2 separate regions of the Zea mays genome follow, and region 1 is linked to region 2. A link is a contact called in public Hi-C data. All regions are on one chromosome and are shown on one strand. The core of a region is the stretch at or near the end of the contact, and the rest is flanking DNA. Distances in the headings are between cores, read along the strand shown.

Region 1 (3,018 bases), core at 389-2,888, 280 kb after region 2:
CGCCATTCCAACTGTGCCTCAGTCTGGTGAGGTTGGCTTTGGGCGGTGGAACTGGGCGCGACCGCGCGAGAGGTGGGTACGGTGAGGGGTCGAGGGAGGGTGATCACCGACGGGACGAAGGAGCTGCCGCGGAAGTCGCCGTCAGATCCCTGGGAACAGCCGCCTTGACTCGAGAGGCGAGGGAGCTCTGCCGCGTGGAAAACGCCTGGGGTCGGGTAGGATTTCCCATGCTGTTGGGCTTCCAAATGCCAAGGCGCCTCAGCCCAGGGCTTCTTTCCACGCCGGGGAGCGTCCCGGGGGAAGCGTTCGGGTTTCGTCCCGTGGTTTGGGCTTTCCAAACGAGAAGCCTCACTGGGGATGGGCATCCTGATTGAATTAGGTGCGCAGGCATTCGGCGCTAGTGCGCTACCTCTAGCTTCTGGAGAAAACATAGGTGGCCGCGGACGAGGAACTGGATGGTATGCATTGGGCGGCGAAGCAAACAGAGCCAGAAAGGGATGGCCGACCGAGTCCATGGTAGGCAGAGAGGTTGAGGACGAGACGCCTCACCTTGCTCTGTCAGGGGCTATACTCAGGAGTAGCCCTAGGCCTATTAGCTACGTACCGGTGAGCGATCGAGCGCCGCAGGATGCAGATAATTTTTTTGGCGACGCGATAGCAGCGACAGCGAGTGATCGGTGGCTGGCCGACTGGCCGTGCGTTGCCTACTGCGGCTGGCCATGGAACGTAAGGTGACTGCTGGCAGCTGGTGGCGTGTTCCACGAGCGTCGAGCGTACGCGCGTCGTCGCTTCGCTGTATGTGTGTGGTCCGACTCTGACATCGTAGCGGTTTCATTTCCTCGAAACCCCATCCGAAGCTCATGCTCATCCAGTGCCCGGCGCACGTGCGCGCGGGCATGCAGTGCAGCACGAGCTGCTGCGGACCGTGCGGGGTGCATTATTTGGGCAGCGCGTGTCGTCTCGTGTCGTCGTCATCATCAATCAGGCCCCCGCCCGCGCGCCCTCCCCCAGTAGCGAGCTCCACCGCGCCTGTCCCTTCGCTGTCCCGGCGCGGCGCTTCCCGGGCGGGCATCTTTCTTCCCAACCCGTTCTTTTCCGCCGCGATCCCAAAAATCCCCGACGCCGCCAATCATTCATTCATGCTGTACCGGAAACACTTCAGCTACGGATCGGGCTTTGCGGACGGCAAGTCAGTAGTAAACAATTAGTGGTTGCAGTACTAGCAGCGAACCGTCCATCCCGTGGGAGTATTTGCTTGGGCCTGCCTGCCGATTGGAACGCGCGCTCCCAATCGACATGAATTGAGTCGAATTGAGTGAGTTTAAATCTCAATTAAGTCAAACTCTTTCTTAATTTTTTCTAATCTTACCTAATTCATGGGTAACAGGATTAACCGAACAAGGCTCACTCTGGTCACCATCCGCCGCTGGCCGCTGCCCTCGCCGGCCGCGTTCGACAGCAACGTAGACCTAGCTAGTGTTTCTCCACAGTATCTCTCGGAGATTCTTGTGTAGTTTTCCAGCGCAGCCGAAACTGAACTGATGGTGTAGTAGGACCCCGAACCCGAACGAATCCAATTATTGATGGGACGACGGCTAACAGGCTAGTGACGTCCTTAAATCCTCGCGTCTGCTTTCTCTTTCTCAGCCTTTACCCCAGGACGACGAGCCGCTCGCTGACTGGTTACTTATTACTAGTAGCCTCTCTGGTCCTGGTGCATCCTCGCGGAACTCATCACAAGGCTCCACCTCCACCCTCCTGCGCGCATGGTGACTGCAGCAGCAGCAGCAGCCTCCTCTCCCCGCAGCATGCTCCGCTTCGCATTGACCGCCTCGTCGTCCGGCCGCCACCGAACGTGAGTACGTGGCTCTCGTCCACCGTCACCGCCAGCGGCCGGATCGCCGCGACGTCTAGAGCCCCCCCGCCTCTGCAGCCAGCCGGCGCTCGCGATGCCTCCTCTGGCGCCGCCGCACGGTGAGAAGGGCGGCAGGCAGCGGCAGGGGGCGGCGGCGGCCCCGGCCCCGGCCCAGCGGTCGGCGTCGTTCCACGGGCGCGGGACGGAGCAGCGGCACCACCAGCCGCAGAAGCAGAGGCCCAAGACGCTGCCCGACCTGCTCGCCGGCGTCCGGGGGGCGAGCTTCCGCTCCGGGTCCCCGCCCCCGGACGGCGACGCGGGGCGGAGGACGCCGAGCAAGGTCCTGGTCAGCGTGGCGGTGCAGCAGAGCATGTGGCCGCTGCACGTCATGGCGCCCGCCGAGTGGACCGTGGCGGACCTGGTGGCGGCCGCCGTCGCCCTCTACGTCAAGGAAGGCCGCCGCCCGCTGCTGCCGTCGACCGACCCGGCCGCCTTCGGCCTCCACTACTCCCAGTTCAGCTTGGACAGTACGTTCCTTGAATCTCCACTTCTCGGGAGACCACGCTACGTTTTGATTCTTGTTCTAGTAGCTTGTTATTTAATTTGCGCTCTTCTATGGCTAAGCTAAACTGCACTATCGCTCGCTCTCTATTTTCAATATTTCGCATCAAATCTGAGGTAACTACGGTAATCTGCTGCAATAGAAAATATCATTTCATCCAAACTACAATCGCTCCCTACTCATGCAGGCCTGAAGTCAACACTTAGGGCTGGTCTAGGAATATCATTTTTCTAAGTAATTTTTATTTTCACATAAGAAATTAGTTTATTTTTCCTTAGAACTTGTAAAAATGGAGTTTCTAAAATAGCAAACTACTCTTAGGAGGTGTTTGCTTGACTTGTGGGTCCCACCGTTTGAGTGACAAGTGGTTCCCATGACCTATTCAGGTAGTAACAGTATTACTTAGGCCACTCCCAAGTCCCAATCCAGGAGATATATAGTATAGTTCACTAAATAGGTTGTTAAGAAAAACATAGTATGGCACCGCAGCTAAAAAAGACAAAGGAGAAGATACATATCTACACAGGAACCAAAACATAAAGAGATATAATAAATAGATAAAAAAGACATATGATTGATTGAATAAAAGTTTGTTCTATTG
Region 2 (2,848 bases), core at 286-2,785:
GCTCCTCTCCGTAGTGGAAGCAATCGTCGTCCGTCCACAGCTTTGCCTCTGACGCGCCGCGCGCCTGGAACGTGAACACAGCGCAGGAGGAAGACGAGTGGGGCAACTCGGCGGCGGGCGCGTGGGCGTGGAAGAGCCAGCCGTGCAGGTCCCACGTCATGTCGACGGGGGCGCCGCCGTCGAGGAAGATGGTGTGGCAGCCGCGGAAGTTCCAGCGGAGCCGGCGGAGCTGCACGACCCTGAGGCCGTCGACGGTGACCCACGCCTCGGCGTCGGCGTCGGCGTCGCGCAGCACGACGCCGATCTCGTGCTCGTCGCCCGACTCCAGGAACCGGGCCTTGGTGGCCCAGCGGCCGCGCCCGACGAAGCGCTCCCGGCGGCGCGCCAGCCGGGACGCGGCGACCGGTATCCCGCCGTGCAGGCGGTCGACGTACCCGCGGCTGAGGTCGCCCAGCAGGAGCACGAACTCGGCGTCCGCCACCACGGCGACGTAGAAGCCGGAGGCCGGCTCGGGCCCCGCGCCACCGGCGTACCGCGCCGCGCCGTAGTCCCAGAACACGCCCACCACGCAGCTGCCCGCCGTGAACGTCCCGCTCCCCTTCTTCCTGTGCAGGTGCCGCGGCGCCGCGGCGCGGCTGCGCGGGGCGGCGGCCGCTGCCGCCTCGTGGACCGCGACGGAGAGCGCGGGCCCGTCGGGCGCCCGCGACCAGGTGACGTCGATGAGCAGCTCCTTCCCGGACGCCGCGAGCCGCGAGCGGTACGCGGTGGTCACCGCGCTCACGGCCGGCGCCCGCCCGCCGGCGGCCTCCGGTGCGCCCGCCGCCGCCGCCGCCGCATTGGCGGCGCTGGAGCCAGAGCAGGCCACGTCGGAGATCCGCACGGCGTGCTCGCTGAAGCACGACACCAGGTCCTTCATGCCTCGGTTACCTTCCTTCTCTCGTGTCGTCCTCTTCTTGGACGGACGGACGGACGAGCACCCCGACCTGGAATTCTTCGGCCGCCTACCACTTATTACCACCACCGGGCCGCGGGGCGGGGGCGGGGGCGTGCAGGGACGGGGGATGGCTTTGCGGGCAGCACCGGCATTACGTTGAACTGGCGATGGCGACGGGCATTAGAAAAAGAGGTAATCGCAGGAGAAAGGTATCTCTTGACTGGGAAGCCTGCCAGGCAGTCGACTGGGGCTTGTACAAGGTAGGTATAACCCTTTCGCTCTCATCCCCAGCTCATATGCCATATGCATCTCTTCCGTTACCACTGCTCTGCCACCACCACAGCTCTAACAGTTTCAGTTTCCTCCCGCCGTGCTCCTTTTAATTCCCTTCAATCACCAGTGGGTCCAGCGGGAGCACAGATTCGCGTGTAGCCGAGGCAAATCTCGGTTTCGGCCTCCTTCAACTTTGTACTTACTACCCTTTCGGGCTTTTTCCCTTCCGTTTCCGGGCTTTTGTTGTAAACTGCCGGGTCAGGGTACGAGCAATGCGAGGAGTCGCGAGAGAACGCATCTCTTTCTCTACCGGCTACCGCGCTTTAGTAACAAATGGTTCCACTGAAACTTCCCAAACGAAACGGGGGGCGGCACCTGCCGGCTGCCGCCACAGAGGGAAGCCCTGGCACGAGGGCGGCTCTAGGCCGAGGTAGAATGGGCCACGTCCATAGTACACCACGTACGCCGTATCCCGGATGCCGTGGCGACGCTAAAAGTTGATAACAGTATAGTACGCAGATTTGACCATCATGCAACTCACACAGTACTGCAATCTGCAACAAGGAATTCCGTGCATACCGGATGGAGTCATGGAAAGAATAATGGACACGACGGTGCTACCGAAAACACGGACGGTTATTACAACACGAGGGCCAAACGCTAAAACGTCGGACATGATGCAAGTCTAGGACTAGGAGCACACGTTTCCAACTGGAGACCACGAAAATACCCCCGTCGTGGTGGCACTGCGCGCCCTGACAGGCTCCCTGACCGCAAGCCAGAGCCGGAGACCAGCTCCGAAAGTGAAAAAGTCCAAAGCTGCCACTGCCAGCCGGGACAGCCACAGGCAGGGCAGCAGTGGACCTGCACTGCCGACGCGTCTCGCCCCGCGACAAACCAAGCGGCGGCGCTCGGGGTGTGCGTTCCCCCCAGCGAACCCACCCAACTATCCCTTCCCTCCTGCCTCCTCCTCGTCGGCTCGTCCCCGGCTTCCGTACTGCCGTGCGCACGGGCACGGACGCAGCTATAGCTTCCCGTGCCGTACTACTGCCGTGCGGTCACCGGCCACAGGGTTTTCAGCGCCGAACCTTCCTCCCTTGCCCCGTCGCGCATGTGCGTGCGACCGCTTGGTGAAATAGAATAGGGAACTGGGTGGGCGTCGCGCATGAGTGGTAATTAAAGTCGGGAGCGGCGCCGTTGCCTGTGGCCAAGGGAAGAGAGGGCTGGCTACTCCTATCTCCAGCCGGCACTGGCAGCCGGTGGCCACCGCGTATGCGTGTGGGTGCGTGGCGTGCCGAACCGTCCTCGGCGTTGATGCATGCATGCTGGCGCCCAACGAAAGATCGCTTTTACTGGCGGTTGGCCGGCCGCCGGCCGGCACGCCCCTACTACTACTTGCTCCTGCCGAAGCAGTGAACGACCCTGCACTGCTGCACGCATCGCCTTTGCCTGCGCTCGTAGTAAACAAAACACGGCTGCGAAACGCCCTTTGCGCCAGACACAACCATGTGACCGGCGCCGGCCGGACTGGGGCGTTGGACAACGCAAGATTCATGCCCCCACCCCATCCAGCGAAACCGCAAGTACTCGCCGTACGTGTTTTCTTTATTCTTCTCACGACGAGATAAAATTACTGGAAAT

Evidence for each region. A called contact is a pair of places that touch in the nucleus more often than the background predicts.
Region 1: a Hi-C map of ear shows a contact between it and region 2, with 2.9 times the contacts expected there. The contact joins the promoter of LOC100275426 here to the promoter of LOC103646516 in region 2. A contact is called at or near these places in 3 of 25 Hi-C or Micro-C datasets (ear, endosperm and tassel).

The regions. Positions count from the first base shown.
Region 1 is chr2:61,308,089-61,311,106 of Zm-B73-REFERENCE-NAM-5.0, forward strand. It overlaps LOC100275426, which reads left to right and starts at 1,639. Exons shown (of 2, transcript NM_001150880.2): 1 at 1,639-2,382. The coding sequence starts at 1,950. LOC103646517 (a long non-coding RNA gene) reads right to left here and starts at 648. Exons shown (of 2, transcript XR_562238.3): 1 at 1-648.
Region 2 is chr2:61,028,290-61,031,137 of Zm-B73-REFERENCE-NAM-5.0, forward strand. LOC103646516 reads right to left here and starts at 1,536. Exons shown (of 2, transcript XM_008671248.3): 1 at 1-1,536. The coding sequence starts at 916.